5 separate regions of the Mus musculus genome follow, and all the other regions are linked to region 1. A link is a contact called in public promoter capture Hi-C data. All regions are on one chromosome and are shown on one strand. The core of a region is the stretch at or near the end of the contact, and the rest is flanking DNA. Distances in the headings are between cores, read along the strand shown. Region 1 holds the start of Smarcb1 (SWI/SNF related, matrix associated, actin dependent regulator of chromatin, subfamily b, member 1). Region 2 holds the start of Syde1 (synapse defective 1, Rho GTPase, homolog 1 (C. elegans)). Region 3 holds the start of Agpat3 (1-acylglycerol-3-phosphate O-acyltransferase 3). Region 4 holds the start of Gatd3a (glutamine amidotransferase like class 1 domain containing 3A). Region 5 holds the start of Pfkl (phosphofructokinase, liver, B-type).

Region 1 (2,771 bases), core at 94-2,593:
GCCTTTAATCCCAGCACTCAGGAGGCAGAGGCAGGCACATTTCTGCCAGCCTGGTCTACAGAGTGAGTTCCAGGACAGCCAGGGCTACACAGAGAAACTGTCTCGAAGAAGAAAAAGAAAAGAAAAACAAAAAAAACAAAAAAACACAAAGATTTGGCTGGTCTCTAGGGTTAATTGAAGGGATTTTCTAAGGTTGTGGTTCTCAACCTTCCTAATGCTGTGACCCTTTAATACAGTTTCTCATGTTGTAATGACCCCCTCCACCATAAACTTTTTTCGTTGCTACTTCATAACTCTAATTTTTGCTACAGTTACGAATCATAATGTAAATACCTAATATGCAGGATCTTTGATATGCGACCCCTGTGAAAAGGGTAGTGGCTGGCGCACAGGTGCGATCCTAAGGAACCCTGTCCACCTGACTGCACAGAAGCTGTCTCTTCTAGCTCTGGGTTCTGGGTTAGCGACCCTTCAGATTTATCCCCTATAAAAACTCAAAATTAGTTCACTGATCTCCAAAACGTTAGTGCTTCCGACCTCAGGGCCTCAATCCACTCAAAAGCAAACATGTCCAATCACTTTCTAAACATCATAAAAGCTCTCTGCAGTCCACCTCGCAAGCAACAACACAAAGGGGAAGAGGCTTTCCTAAGCTTCGGGCTTACAAGTAGAGATTTCGAGACCGGGGCAGTGGGGTGCACGAGAGCTGCCAAAGGGTTCAAGGGCAGTGTTGCACCTCCACTTCCAAGCGCCCAGGGGCTTCCCGAACATCCTTTCCCCATCTGCCTAGAGTGTACCGGCTCGACGCTCTAAGCTAGGACAGATGCTTAGGGTCTGAACAACGTTAAGTGGGTAAAGAAAACCCAGGACGGTCCAGGCGGGACCGGCCACGCCCACCAGGCCACGCCCCAGCTGCGAGCACGCGCCCGCCTCCGCGATGAATGGAGGCGCGCTCTCGGGGAGCACTAGCCCGCCCCGGGACTCGAGCCGGCCAGCCGCTGCCCGGGAAGCCGAGAACGCGCCGCGGGCTACCTCGGAGCCGATCATGTAGAACTCCCCGTCGTCCTCCAGCTGAAACTTGACGGGCTTCTGCCCGAAGGTCTTGCTCAACGCCATCATCATCATGGCGGCGGGGGAAACCGGCAGCCGGGGTCGAGCTGGAAAGAATCCGGTGGGCTAGGGCGGGGCCGAGGCGCGTCGGACCGAAAGGAACGGAGGCCTGGAGGTGAAGGTCGGGCAGGGCAAGCCGGGCGAACCGGGCGAGCGCTCGTGTCACTACTGGGCTCCTTGGCCGTCTCTGCAACGAGCAGGCCGCCCTCGGTGCGCATGCGTGGAGAAGCTGACGCTAACGTGCGCGCCGCAGCCTGCGCGACTCAAGGCCGAGCGCGTTCCCGCAAGCCCTTAAAGGGACCCGAGTTCTTTTTTGCTTCCTAGGCTTCCTCCCTGGGCGGGTAAGGAGGAAAACCTCTCAGCGACCGAAATAGCCACTGAGGCCCTGACTCAGGCGGTAGCTTTCCTAGTCGCATAGCCAGAGCTGGCACTCCGCCCCGGGATGAAGGAAAAAAATGAGACGTTAAGCGAGGAGAAGGACCGCTCTATCTGGAAGCCCGAGGGAAGCTGGGTGGGCATGGCGACCCCACGCTAGCGCCTCAGGTTTTCCACCCGAAAGTGCGTTAGGAATAGCTAGCTATCCACTCCAGGCCAACAGCAGTTCCCGAGGCAGTAGGGATGGGAAGAATGACAATACTGGATGGAGGTTGGTACTATTCAAAGATCTAGGTGATGTGCCAGATGAACGGGAGGAGGCACTTGCATTCCTTCCTTACCTCTGCAAGCTTGGTGCCCACAAGCCCAGCCCTGGTCTGTGCCTCTGCCCGCCTTGGGGCATAACAGCCCCGAGAGAAGACAGTGCTTCTGGAACGTGTCCAAGCAGTCCACCCCCTGTTGAACAGAGCCGTGACTCCAAAATGTTTAATGTTTATTGTAGCACTATTACAGGAGCTTAAGTTATAGCCTAGCCTAGGTAGCTATTCAACAATAGAGGAATGGATGAAGAAAATGTAGTCTAGGCTGGGTGTGGTGGTGCAAGCTTTTAGCTTCAGTTCCAAGACAGTCAGGGATATGTTGAGCAACTCTGTCCCAGAAAACAAAAAAGAGTGTGAAATGTGTGTACATGTGTTTTTTGTTTTTCAGCCACAAAAGTGAAATTACATTGTTTTCAGGAAAATGGATGCAACTAAGATATCATATTAAACAAATCAGGCCAGTCTCAGAAAGACAAATACGTTTTCTCTCATTTGTGCTTTCTAGATTTTCCTTAGATACATAAAATATGTATTCCACAGAACATTAAAGTAAAAGTGACATTGTGTATGGGAGCAAAGGGACTAACAACCTAGTGTAGGGGAGGTGGGGGCATGGTGGGATGTGCAAAATACAAACACTTCTCTGAAAGCAGCAGGACAAACAGTGGCCAGCTTCATAAGGGTCAGTCTAATGAGACTGCAATTGTGACTGGGGTCATGATGAAGGAGATGTTAAAGAACTAGGAAAGGCTGTGGTAACCAGGAGTTTGCCCACTGATCTCACAGCCATGGGAACCAGAGGGTTAAGGGCCAGGGGTGGCTCACACTTTTAATCCCAGAACTCCAGAGTCATAGGCAGGCAGACCTCTGTGGGTCCCAGGACAGTCAGGGATGTATAATGAGACCATGCCTCCCTCAGCTCCCACCCCCAGTAGTTAGGCATGATCTGATAAAATGATACTGCTT
Region 2 (2,771 bases), core at 132-2,631, 2.7 Mb after region 1:
GAATCTTACGCCTGCCCCTTCTCATTGAGTGGCCTTGAGCAAGGCATTTTTCCTGATGCTCCATGTCTTGTTTATGAGGAGATTCAGTATTATCATATTCTCTTCTCGACCCCCTTCCAGCTTGGAGCTCAGTGTGAGAAGCAACTTTAGACAATAGGATCTGTAGCCCTGCTCAAGGCCCTAGTAGCTGCTGCTGGGAAGGCAGGGCAGGGAACGCTGGTTTCTTTTTCATTCAGCACCCTTTTCCCATTTCCCAAATCCTGCCCACAAGTTCTCTTGGATCTTGCCCCTCAGCCCAAGCCAGATTTCTACAGTCAGTGCCCCGTTACCCCGCCCCCCTTATCTTGGCTCTACTTTCTCTGACATCATGGTCGATTTCCTGTGTGTGTTTATGTGTGGGCACCCGGATCCCTTCTCTGGCCCTGGGACCCTTGGGATGCCCTGGGAACGGCCCGGGAGGAAGAGTCAGGTCCTTGGTATAGTGGCCTCCCTCCTTTAACTGCTTCCTTCCGAAGCCCCCTACCCATACAGCTTTCGTTCCTTTCCATTTCATTCTTGCTGTCTGTGGACCCCCAGATTTAAGGATCTTCTATTTCCACCCTTTGGCCCTCTGTTTCAGGTCTCTGTCATCAGTAGCATAGTCCAGAGGATTGTTTAAAGTCAGTTCACAGGCCCGGGACAAATCACCCAACAACCACGTGCCTCAGTTTCTCTGTCTTAATAAACAGGACGGTTTCTTGGGGCTGGCCACAGTAGGTGCGGCTGCAGCCTCTGGAGCGATGGTGGCATGGAATTGGGGAAAAGACTGCAATAATAAATATAACCCCGCACGACCTCTCTTTAGTACAGGAGTGTGTACCCAGGAGAGGTGCCCACCACCCAGCCATGTCGATGCCACACAGCTGTCCTCACCTCCCGCCCCTGCCCCGCCACTCTCTGGGCGCCCCTTCGAGGCCCCATTTCCTGTCAGGGGTGAGGCCCCCCTGCGGGGCCTTGCAAGGATCCCTGGGGCTGGCATCTCAGGCCAGCTGCACATAACGGTCCGTGCCCCCCGCCCCAGCCCCCCAGCCTTACAAAGATCCGGTGCATATTCCTCTCTTGCATCAGGGCTCGCTCCCGGCTTACCCACTAGGTCCCGCTGCGTACCCTACCGGGGACCTGGGGATCTGAGGCTGAGTGGGGCTCCCTTCTCTTACTTTCCGAGAGTCCCCGCACTCACCGCGGTCCTTGGCTTCTGACTTTTTTCGAGGAAGTTTCTCACGACCCCGCAGGCGGGAGAAGGTCTTCCTGAGCAGCGGCTCGGCCATGCTTGGGCCGCGGCCGGCCGAGTGCGCGCCCCGGGGCTGCGGCCGCCCGCCCCGCCCGCCTACCCCCCCCCCCCCACCGGCCCGCTCCAGCAGGAAGCGCATTCCGGGAATGCTTGGCCTTAACTTTTTTTTTTTTTTTTTCTTTTCCTTTCCCGCGGCCCGAGCAGGCGATGCTGGGAGATGTAGTCGCCTGGGGCCGGGAGGGGACATGATGGGGTGCTGGGCTGATCTAACTCTTCAACTATGAATGTCATGGCATAGGCTGGGCCCCCCATAACCATCCTCCTTGTGTGATGGCATGCAGCACATTCTGTCGGCTCCCCCAAACCGCATCCAAGGCACACATCAGCTCATGTCTTTCCTCCTGTCCGTCCATCCATCCCCACATCACCCAGTACCTCGACCACGATCTTTCCTTGGGAACCCCAAATGCCCCCAACTCAAGTTACTATTGCTGCTTATTGACCCTCAAGCTTAGTGGTTTCAGACAGCCGGGATGCTCACTGTCAGGAACATGGACGCGATATAGACGATGCAGTCTGCTGATCTCTACTCAGTCGAGAACACAGCAAGGATAGGTGTATCTCGAAAGTAAGTGGTGAAATCGGAGGTTGTATTATTATTTTTTATTTAGTACTGAAATACCGGAGGCTGGACAACTTTCTAAAGTAGACTGAGTTCATGTTGATGTCCTAGCAGCACTCCTTAAGACAGGAAGAGAAAAAAAAATCTTAGGTTTGGGCTGATTCTTACAACTTAAGTTTACTTTTTATTATGAATATGTGTGTGCTTCTGTGTGTATGGCACATGGATCGGGGTGTGTGTGTGGGTGCCCAGAAACGGCTGGGAAACAAGCACTTTTAACTGCTAATTTGGTCTCACAGAACCGTCTTCTGAAGGCCAACTCCCGCCGATAGGCTCCTTTCACCATGACTAGCCTATTAACAGGGCCACATAGAGGACTAAACTTTCAACACATGAACTGTGGCACAACTAAAGTTCAGGTCTCTTAACTGGTGCCAGACACAGGCTGGACCTCCACTGGGATAGTGGACTAAGCACCTATGTGGACACCTCTGTGTCCTTGGCTTCCTCCCAGTTCAGTAGTTTTGTGGTAATTGGTGGGTATGCAGGCGTCTAAAAGTTAAGAGTGCAGATGAGTAGAAGGAAGACCTGCCCAGCTTTGCTTATCCAGGCACATGTGGGAGGAGAAACTGTGGTGCTGCAATAGTTTGAAAAGATCTAGTACATTCTAAGAGACTGGAACTTTTGCTAGACCTTACAGCCAGAGATAATACCACACCTGGAAGTCACCCACGACTGCTAGCCTCCTATGTACTCATTGAGTAAGAGAACAATGTAGCAATCAACTCTACTTGTTTTGGATTTCCCATGCAATCAACTTCTTACAACCTATAATGTAATGCATACCTGGACTCTTAGATTAGGTACTCTTCCCGGCCC
Region 3 (2,771 bases), core at 203-2,702, 2.4 Mb after region 1:
GGATCTGAAAAAGCAGTGACACTGCAAAGCCGTCGGAGAAGGGAACACACACAGTTGGTACCAGCTCCATCCTCTGAGAGGCTGGACCAGTTAACCAGCACCAACTTGTTAGGAGTGAGCTTGGATTAACGATGCCATTCTAACTCCTGAAACAACAATAAACTTCCATCTTTGCTCATCCCATACTATACAAAGATCTTACTATGCCCTACCTGCCTCCAAGTGGGCCAGAGACAGATGTATACAGATTTTTACTACCCTGACTGGGCTGGAGGAAATCAGAGTCCCTTTGCTCTTCATTTAAATTCTGGCTGTGGAGATTTGTGACATAATCCAGGACAAGTGGCTAGCCTTGCTCCTCAGACCCCAGTGTGTTTCAGAGTCTGTTAGCACAGAGTCGCAGCTATATGCCCCAGAAAAGAAGTAAACAACTCCTCTACTGCAGTAGATGCTCCTTTTGTAACTTCTGAAGTAGATCAGTTACTTTCTGTTCAGTTTCCCCAGTCCCCTAGAACACACAGGCACTGTCCTTCCCAGGTGCTGGGCCTGTTATCTGGGAGCAGCTTAGGGTGAGACAGAGACCTCCCTTCATTTCCAGCATCCCTCCCATCTTCCTTCCCTAGGAGACACTGTATTTAACCCACTTCCCACCAATTCCACAGGCAACTTCTAAGACCTAGACCTTCTGCCCTGCTGCTGTACAGATAAGAGCAGGTGGGGGCCACACACAAGGCCTCCAGTAGGTCCAGACTGAGTTAGGTCAGACATCCAGCTGACATCCACCTGCTGAACATAGCCATGCTGAGGAGCACATGCCACCAAGACCAAAGAGAGGCTGGCAAAGCCATTGCATGTAACTGCCTTTGGAAACAACGTAATTACAAAGCACAGAGTGTGATACTAGGAATCAATCTTATAGGCTAAATCCTAAAGTTGGAAGGAGTCCTGCTTACCTAATAAGGGGAAGGGACAGTAAGGGAGTGATCAAAGTGCACAGAGACCCCTTTGAAAGGGGCACAGTCCATTTCCCAATGTCATCGAAGCAGAAAGAGCTGCTTCCACTCAGTTCCAACAGCCACCAACCCAGCACCCCCAACCGGCACCCTGTGTCCAATCCCAGAATCCAAGATCTTGGCTCTGGACGAGTCATTCCAATCTGTCTCAAATCCAAGTAGCCTTCTCGTTTCCCAGGAAGAAGAACCCAGTCTCTTAAGTATTCTCTTAGAGAAGACTTTCCACACTGCTTTAAAAAGTTAGGTTTGAAAGGCCATTTCTAAAATCATTTCCCTGTGCCCCTAAACTTCTCTCGAAGTTAAAAAGGAAACCTGAATATATTTTCCACCCAGCTTAAGTGTTCACAATCCTCCTGTCGTAGGTACCTGGGGTCAACTGCTCCGGGGCTCCAGGCCCACCGTGGACAGGTGTTTTCCTCCAGAGGCTCTGGTTACTGAATGACCCCAGCGCCTGAGTGAAACGTGGAAATTCACAGTCGGCCTTTGGTCTCAAACGCCAAAGTCAAGAAAAAAAAAAAACAACAACAACCGAGCCCTCGCACCTTCCTCCAGGGCGTCCCACCTGCAGCCCTCCCTCCGCGTTGAGCAAGCAAAAAAGTGAAACTAGCCCACAGGGCCCCGAAATCAGGCATGGGGGGCTCCCCCAGAGCGAGGAGCCGGGAGCCGAGCAAGGTTCCCCCCGGAGAGGGGCCCCAAGGCCGCCCAGGCCCTCTCGTCGGGCCCCGCATCCCCATCTCTACCCGATCGCCCGCATCCCCAGGCCGCCGCGCACCCCGCACAGCACCGGCGGGCCGGGCAGGCCGCACAGGGGCCGGGCGGGACCCGGAGCCTCCAGGCGCCGCGCTCTCCAGGCCGCGCGCCCCGCGGAGCGCAGCCGGCCACTGCGGCGGGGCCCGGCGACCGCGGGCGGGGGACGACCTCCGGCGGCTCGGCCGGGCTCGGCGCGGCTCACCTGCACTCCACCTGCTGGTCGCGGTTCTCGCGTCGGGCGCGCGCGGCCTGGGCCCGGCCCGGCCCTGCGTCGGGGCCTCAGCGAGTGCGGCGCCCGCCGCCCCGGGCCCCCATCGCCGCCCTCCGCCTCGGCGCCGCCGCCACTTCCTGTGCGCGGCGATCCCACAGTTCCGCCGGCGCGGGACGCCAGGCGCGGGGACGCGGGGACACGCGCGGACCGACGCGCGGGGGAGGAGTCGCGGCCCGCGGCGCAGCGGCGACCGCCTCGGCCAACGGACAGCAAGCGGGGGAGGGGACGCGAGGCGCGCCCCGCGGGAGCAGCCTCCACCCTCCCTGGCCAGCGGGATGTTCCTAGACCCAGTCCGACTCCCTTTCAGCTGCCTGCGGTCCTCCGGAGTCCCACTGGGGTGTTCCTGGGCCCAGCTTGAATCCCCTCTTTTAGCCCACTGAAGTCCTTCTGGGGTACTGCGGTGTTCCTGGGCCCAGCCTGGATCCCCTTGTCCCCCTGAAGTTCTTCGGGGTGTTCCTGGGCCGTACTTGGACCCCCGATGGTTCCCTGGAGTCCTCCTGGGTTGCCTCCCCCAAGAACTGGAATATTCCTAGGCCCAGCCTGGATTTGCCTCCGTTCAGCCTCCTGAAATCATTCTGAGCCTCAGCCTAGACCCCTTCCCAGTCCCGGAGGTCCCCTTGAGACCCAGGATGTTTTGATGGCTCAGGTTAGACTCCCCTTCCTTCTGAGTCCTCCTGGGGACGCCTGGAAATTTGGGGGTTCCCCGCCAATTAATTAGACCCCATTTCCCTTATCCT
Region 4 (2,771 bases), core at 115-2,614, 2.2 Mb after region 1:
GGAGTATGCCTCTTATCCCAGCACTCAGTAGGCAGAGGCAGGAGGATCAGAGTTCAAAGCCAGCCTGGTCTACAGAGTGTGTTCCAGGACAGTCTCTCTACATAGAGAAACTTTGGGAAAACAAAACAAAACAAACAACCCCTCCCTGCCAAAAACAAAGCAACAAGATAAAGGGAACACAGTACCACACAGGGACTAGCCAGAGCAGAGCATGACCACCTCACACCCAAAGGCTACTGCTACCCCTGTAACGGTCACGGGGAGGTCAGAAACATTTGGCCCATGGCCATGTATTTCCAGAACAGCCGGATGACAGTTGCTTTGAGGGACAGACACTTGATCACATAATCAGGAAGGCTACAGTACAGGAGCTGCTCATGGGAACAGGGCTCTTGTAAGGTCCTTTCCCTACCCATACCTGCTTTCCCTCTCAGAAGGCTCCCCCTTGGTGTGGTCAATCACGTGCATCTGAGGGACATCGGGAGCAAAGATCTGGACCTCAGCCCCGCCTCGGCTCAGGTGCACCAGGATCCTATATGAAGAAAATCCACAAAGACATCACTTCCAAATGTGTCCTCCGGCCTCACAGCATGACGATTTTACAGATGGACTGGCACCAAGTGCTGGGGAATTCCTAGTTTATAGGACACCTAGTTGCTTTTACGAAGGCACGGCTCCTGCCGCTTACAGACTTCTGCAAGGTAAGGGTAGAACCAGAATAAGTAGGCAAGGCATCCTTTTACTGACTGATGAGCAGCGAGGGTTGTTGACTCCGCAGGTGTTGCATTTTGGGTATGTTCAAGACCCCAGCTTGCTGCCAGGCATTCTGCCTTCACCCAGGGTCCGGGTGGCATCTTTTGTGTCTTGGCTGTGCTAACTTTGGCTTTGGACTTATCACGATGTGAACCCACTGCGCTTGGTCACCCTCTGGCCATTTCTGCCTTTTAAACCAAGAGAGTGTTTACAAACTCTGAGGACTTACGCTGAGGCCTCATGGATCTCGGTTCCGTCATAGACTCCACAGCCCGACAGCACCTGCAGGAAGAGAGGCACTGACGAGGGCGAGGGCCCAACACGCAATTACCGAGGGAGGGGAGGCTGAACCCCACCAAGAGCCGACCTTGGGCGGACAGCTGGTCGACCCCAGGCTGCGGGGACCTAGCAAGGGAAGGCACTCGGCCTGGGAGTCTGGCTCTGCACTCACCAACGCCACCCTGGCCCCGGGCCGCGGTGCGGAGCTGTGAAGGGCTGCGCGCTGGGAGGGAGCCCGGTGGTATCTGGAGAGCGGTAGGAGCGCAGAAGCCAGCCTTGGCGCCACCAAAACCCTGACGGCAGCCATCACGAAGGGCAGCCAGCCACAGTGGTGTCAGGAGAACGTGCGCCGTGGGGCGGGGTCGCGCCTGGCCAATGGAGGAGCGCGTAACAACCCCTTTCTGGAGAGGGCCAGTGGGTGGGGCCGCGCCTGCGCAGTGACCGACGGCGTACGGGAAACCCAGCACCTTTTTCCCTGGAGGACTAGCGGGAGGGAGGGGCCACAGATCTCAGGACACGCCCCCCCTCACCTAAGAGACCGGTTGGCTGGACTTCTCCAGCTCAATGACCGACCGAGCTGGGACACGCCTCTTCTCGGTTTTGAGAGGGCAAGCAAGCAAGTATGCCAGGTTAGGACCTTCCTGCGATCGACCTTGTTGAGCGGCCCGGTCTGCCTAGTTAATGTTTGAAGGGCGCTCATCTTGGTGTAGGCCACCTTGACTACCTATTGCAATTCCAGTCTATGCAATGACTAAAAACTGATTTTAAATAACGGGGTCAGAGCAAGCCCCGCGCCCTCACGGTGCAATCGTAAATTGCTCCTGCCATTGTGTTCTGGGTACCTCTGCAGCTTCCTCACAGGCCACAGTTCTGCCAGTCACGATTCAGTGAAGAGCTGAGCTGAGCATCGTACCTTCCATTTCCTATTTTGAATCAATGTGATTGCTATAGTTGCATACAGTCCGGTGTCCATCGGGGTAATGACCAGATAACTCCCAGAGTTTCACTGCCTCTCCCTAGCCACAGTGAAGGCTGTCAAAGGTGACCTGGCTTCTCTCAACTCCTAGGGATAATTAGCTGCTGGGTGTTCCCATCTTAAGATGGGAACCCTTTCACATTTAGGAGACATTTAGGCCTGGGATGCACAGTATATGCAGAAGCCAGGGAGCATACAGAAGTGGGTTTGGTGGCCCAACACCATTACAGCGAGTCAGGGATTATTCAGTTTCAGGGGACAGTAGTTGGGGGGAGGGGTGGAGCAGTGTCAGGCAATTTGCATCTGGCTGTCCACAGGGGTGGAGTGGGCATGGTTACCACGGAGCAGACTTGTAAAATACTCCAAACTGAGCCCAGTTTCTGGTATGAGAATTAAACTGGATGAGATGTATGAGATGTATGGTGATGGCTGAAGCATGGTTCAGCACTACTTGCCTGCCCTTCCCTGGGCCCTCAGTTCCACATTCATACCACACACAGACAAAACCAGTAAAGCTTCATAAAACTGTATTTGTACTGCAGATGGGGATCCCAAGATGGCACCAAAACAAGCGGGTCCTTGTCTGGGCGGCCAGGGGCCTGGCTGTCCCTGGGCACATAAGAAGCAGTTTCCTTTTCTACCCCAAGCTACACAGAGAAATGCTCTGCAGAACAGGAAACCTGGCGACACCAGGCTAAGCTCTGGCTTCTCCCCATAACGGTGTTCAAGCCTGAGCGGGTTCCAGGTGACCAAGACAGTATAG
Region 5 (2,771 bases), core at 139-2,638, 2.1 Mb after region 1:
CTATCTAATGGGTGATGTGGGCCTAGTCAGGGCCTCTCTTGTGGTCCACTACCATGGGTGATTCTTCCACAGGTCCCCGGCCCAGTCTCAGTGACAGCACTGGGATGTACAAGCTGAAACAGCCCTGAAAAAGGGTATGCTGACTGCCAGCCTAGACCAGGCCCAGGGGACCCAACAGAGATTTGAGATTTCCAGCATTATGGGAGTCAGAGTGACATTTTTTCCTGCCTTCCTGGACTTGCAATCATGCTTGTAAGATGTATCTATCCTGTGTTGTTCCTACCGATCTCTTAGGTAAGGGCTGGGCAGTCAGGAACCCCGCTTAGGAGCATGTGTGTCTGTATTTCCTGAAATGTTTGGAAGGAAATGGCGAAGCTCAACTGCAGTGCTCAGGGAAGCCAAGCCCCTTGAAGCTCCACGTGTCTTCCTCAGCCCCCAACTGGGTAGTATTTCTTTTCAGCCGGACCCAACTAGAGCCACAGACTTCGCACATCAGCAGTCAGCCTGGAACCAGGCCACCAAGAGAGGGGCTGAGAAGAGGGCAGATCCTCCCAAGCCCAGACTTTTCCCTAGCCTTACCAGGCCGAGAAGAGGCTGTGCACCCTCAACTATTAGCCCTGTGGTGCTTGCCCTGTTACACCGGTAAAAAAATACCCCCGCTCCACGCCCTCTGTTCTCCACTTAAGTCTCCATCCAAGGGACAGGAAGCAGCCCAGGCAAAGGCGTGTGGGCAAGCCTGCCTCAGTCTCACCCCATCCCAGTACAGAGAAGGTAGGAATCACAGGCTGCACGGGGGAGGGTACAGGGTCCCTGATCCTTTCAAATTCCGGCCTGTGAAACTTGGCCGGCTGTGCTTCTCTTAGAGGTCCTGACACGTGTGGCCTAGAAAGGAATAGCCCGGTGCCCTAAGTCTGCGTGCTGCGCGGACACACCCCCAAACCGGGCGGACCTAGGCAGCGCGAGGGCGGGGCGTGCCAAGGCCCGTGGCCTGCAGCACGTACGCCAGCTACCCGGGGCGGAGCTTGGGGACAGGGACCTGAAGCCACGGTGCTCCACAGGAGATTGGCTGGCCAAGTACACCCCAGATCCCTAGGCGAGGGGCAGTGGACAAGCCCGAAGGGTTCCGAGGACAGGCAGAAACCCCAGATCCATCCCTAAACACGCCCCCGCGTCCCATCACCTTGCGCATCACCGCCGCTGGTCAGCACTCCAATGGCCTTGCCAGCCCCCGACATCCGCAGTTTCTCCAGGTCCACGGTAGCCATGGCGGCAGCGGAGACCAGGAGCCCAAGCTCCTCTCCCGCCGCTCTGCGTTCCGCGCCGCTGTCGCCTGTCCCCGCCCCGTGCGCCTGCCTGTGTACCCGGTTTGTCCCGCCCCGCCCCGGCTCCGCCCCCAGTATAACGTTTGACTGACAGGCTCGGGGACCTGGTCGCCCCTCTAGTGGCTGCTGGAGAAGGTAGCTGCGCTAAGAAAGGCGGAGCGCACGCCAGTCTACAAATGTCTGCGCAGCGGTTCCGGAACCCTGGTTCCCCAGGCCCGCCACCGAACTCCCCAGGTACCCAGCAGCTAGGATCAACGTCCTCACCAAATGAAGTTCACAACCTGAGCCTGACTGAAGTTTCTGGGCAAGTGGAGTTCATGCTACAGCAAGCTGATTTTACATCTGTCCAGGCGCTGTTAAAGGAAACCTGTAGCCAAGTCTCACGGGCATTTTAAATCCCACTTGGCCAGCATCCGGGGATGCAGGTGTGGCTTGGGTGAGAATTCCTAAGCCGCTCCTTGAGTTGATTTAGGCTTGCAACAGTCTCCTTCGAGCCGAAGTTAAAAAAAAAAAGGAAAAGGAAAAAAGCCAAACAAACAAAAAAAGGAGAAAGAAAGAAAGAAAGAAAGAAAGAAAGAAAGAAAGAAAGAAAGAAAGAAAGAAGGAAAGAGAGAGAGAAAGAAAGAAAGAAAGAAAGAAAGAGAGAAAGAAAAAGAGAAAGAAAGAAAGGGAGAAAGGGAGAAAGAGAGCAAAAGAAAACATAGGAAAGCTGCAGTTGTATCTGAGACGATAGCCACGATTCGTCCCATCGCGACTGCTGAATGTAGTTGGGGATTTGGAAAGAGAAACACTTAGCGTAGCATTTTTACTTCAGGGTGATTTGCTAAACCTGCCGCTTCTCTCAACTCTCACAGCTCCTGGTTCAGGCGAGTGGCCTTTGCCTGAGCACAAAGTGGGGAACCAGCCCCTCAGGATTGGTTAGAGGGATTCGAAGCTGGTGGAGCAATGGTCAGATCCAGGACTCTCAAGGAAAGCTACCCACAGTCCAGAGCGCTGGATCTGGGCTGCCATGGTAGGGCTGTCCTGCAGAGATGAGGGTACCCCATCTGACCCTGACAGTTTGTTGATTTTTGCCTGGTTTTGCTAAATTCTTTAAGAGCTATTTTTATTGTCTGGCAGTGGTGACACACGCTTTTAATCCCAGCATTCAGGAAGCAGAGACAGGCAGATCTTTGAAGGTCAGTTTGGTCGATAGAGCAAATTTCAGGACAGCCAAGGCTATACAAAGAAACCAAGAACAGGGATAAAAGGAATAAAGGAAAGAAGGAAGGGGCGGTCCGTTTAACTCAAATTCTAAGAACATAACAGGGCTTTTGTTGGTGGGGAGTGGGGAGGTGTTTTGGCTGGAGATATGGCTCAGAGGTTAAGAGCACTGGCTGCTTTTCCAGAAGTCCTGAGTTCTAGTCCTGACAACCACATGGTAGCTCACAATCATCTGTAATGGGATCT

Evidence for each region. Promoter capture Hi-C pulls out the DNA fragments that hold promoters and counts their contacts. Capture Hi-C pulls out chosen DNA fragments and counts their contacts.
Region 2: a contact with region 1 is called in a promoter capture Hi-C map of adipose tissue, with 4 times the contacts expected there. The contact joins the promoter of Syde1 here to the promoter of Smarcb1 in region 1. A contact is called at or near these places in 1 of 39 promoter capture datasets (liver) and 2 of 9 other capture datasets (adipose tissue and liver).
Region 3: a promoter capture Hi-C map of embryonic stem cells shows a contact between it and region 1, with 3 times the contacts expected there. The contact joins the promoter of Agpat3 here to the promoter of Smarcb1 in region 1. A contact is called at or near these places in 2 of 39 promoter capture datasets (embryonic stem cells and liver).
Region 4: a contact with region 1 is called in a promoter capture Hi-C map of liver, with 2.8 times the contacts expected there. The contact joins the promoter of Gatd3a here to the promoter of Smarcb1 in region 1. A contact is called at or near these places in 6 of 39 promoter capture datasets (the 3T3-L1 cell line, cranial neural crest, hematopoietic stem and progenitor cells and 2 more) and 1 of 9 other capture datasets (liver).
Region 5: a contact with region 1 is called in a promoter capture Hi-C map of liver, with 2.5 times the contacts expected there. The contact joins the promoter of Pfkl here to the promoter of Smarcb1 in region 1. A contact is called at or near these places in 3 of 39 promoter capture datasets (the C10 cell line and liver).

The regions. Positions count from the first base shown.
Region 1 is chr10:75,920,271-75,923,041 of GRCm38.p6, forward strand. Smarcb1 (SWI/SNF related, matrix associated, actin dependent regulator of chromatin, subfamily b, member 1) reads right to left here and starts at 1,344. Exons shown (of 9, transcript NM_011418.2): 1 at 1,033-1,344. The coding sequence starts at 1,125.
Region 2 is chr10:78,590,583-78,593,353 of GRCm38.p6, forward strand. It overlaps Syde1 (synapse defective 1, Rho GTPase, homolog 1 (C. elegans)), which reads right to left and starts at 1,382. Exons shown (of 8, transcript NM_027875.1): 1 at 1,220-1,382. The coding sequence starts at 1,307. Gm30346 (a long non-coding RNA gene) reads left to right here and starts at 1,459. Exons shown (of 3, transcript XR_380602.2): 1 at 1,459-1,898.
Region 3 is chr10:78,350,248-78,353,018 of GRCm38.p6, forward strand. It overlaps Agpat3 (1-acylglycerol-3-phosphate O-acyltransferase 3), which reads right to left and starts at 1,453. Exons shown (of 10, transcript NM_053014.3): 1 at 1,380-1,453. Gm40709 (a long non-coding RNA gene) reads left to right here and starts at 2,236. Exons shown (of 3, transcript XR_871856.3): 1 at 2,236-2,680.
Region 4 is chr10:78,168,391-78,171,161 of GRCm38.p6, forward strand. Gatd3a (glutamine amidotransferase like class 1 domain containing 3A) reads right to left here and starts at 1,365. Exons shown (of 7, transcript NM_138601.3): 1 at 1,205-1,365; 2 at 983-1,035; 3 at 419-532. The coding sequence starts at 1,339. Pwp2 (PWP2 periodic tryptophan protein homolog (yeast)) reads right to left here. Exons shown (of 21, transcript NM_029546.2): 21 at 2,520-2,771.
Region 5 is chr10:78,008,419-78,011,189 of GRCm38.p6, forward strand. It overlaps Pfkl (phosphofructokinase, liver, B-type), which reads right to left and starts at 1,389. Exons shown (of 22, transcript NM_008826.5): 1 at 1,181-1,389. The coding sequence starts at 1,265.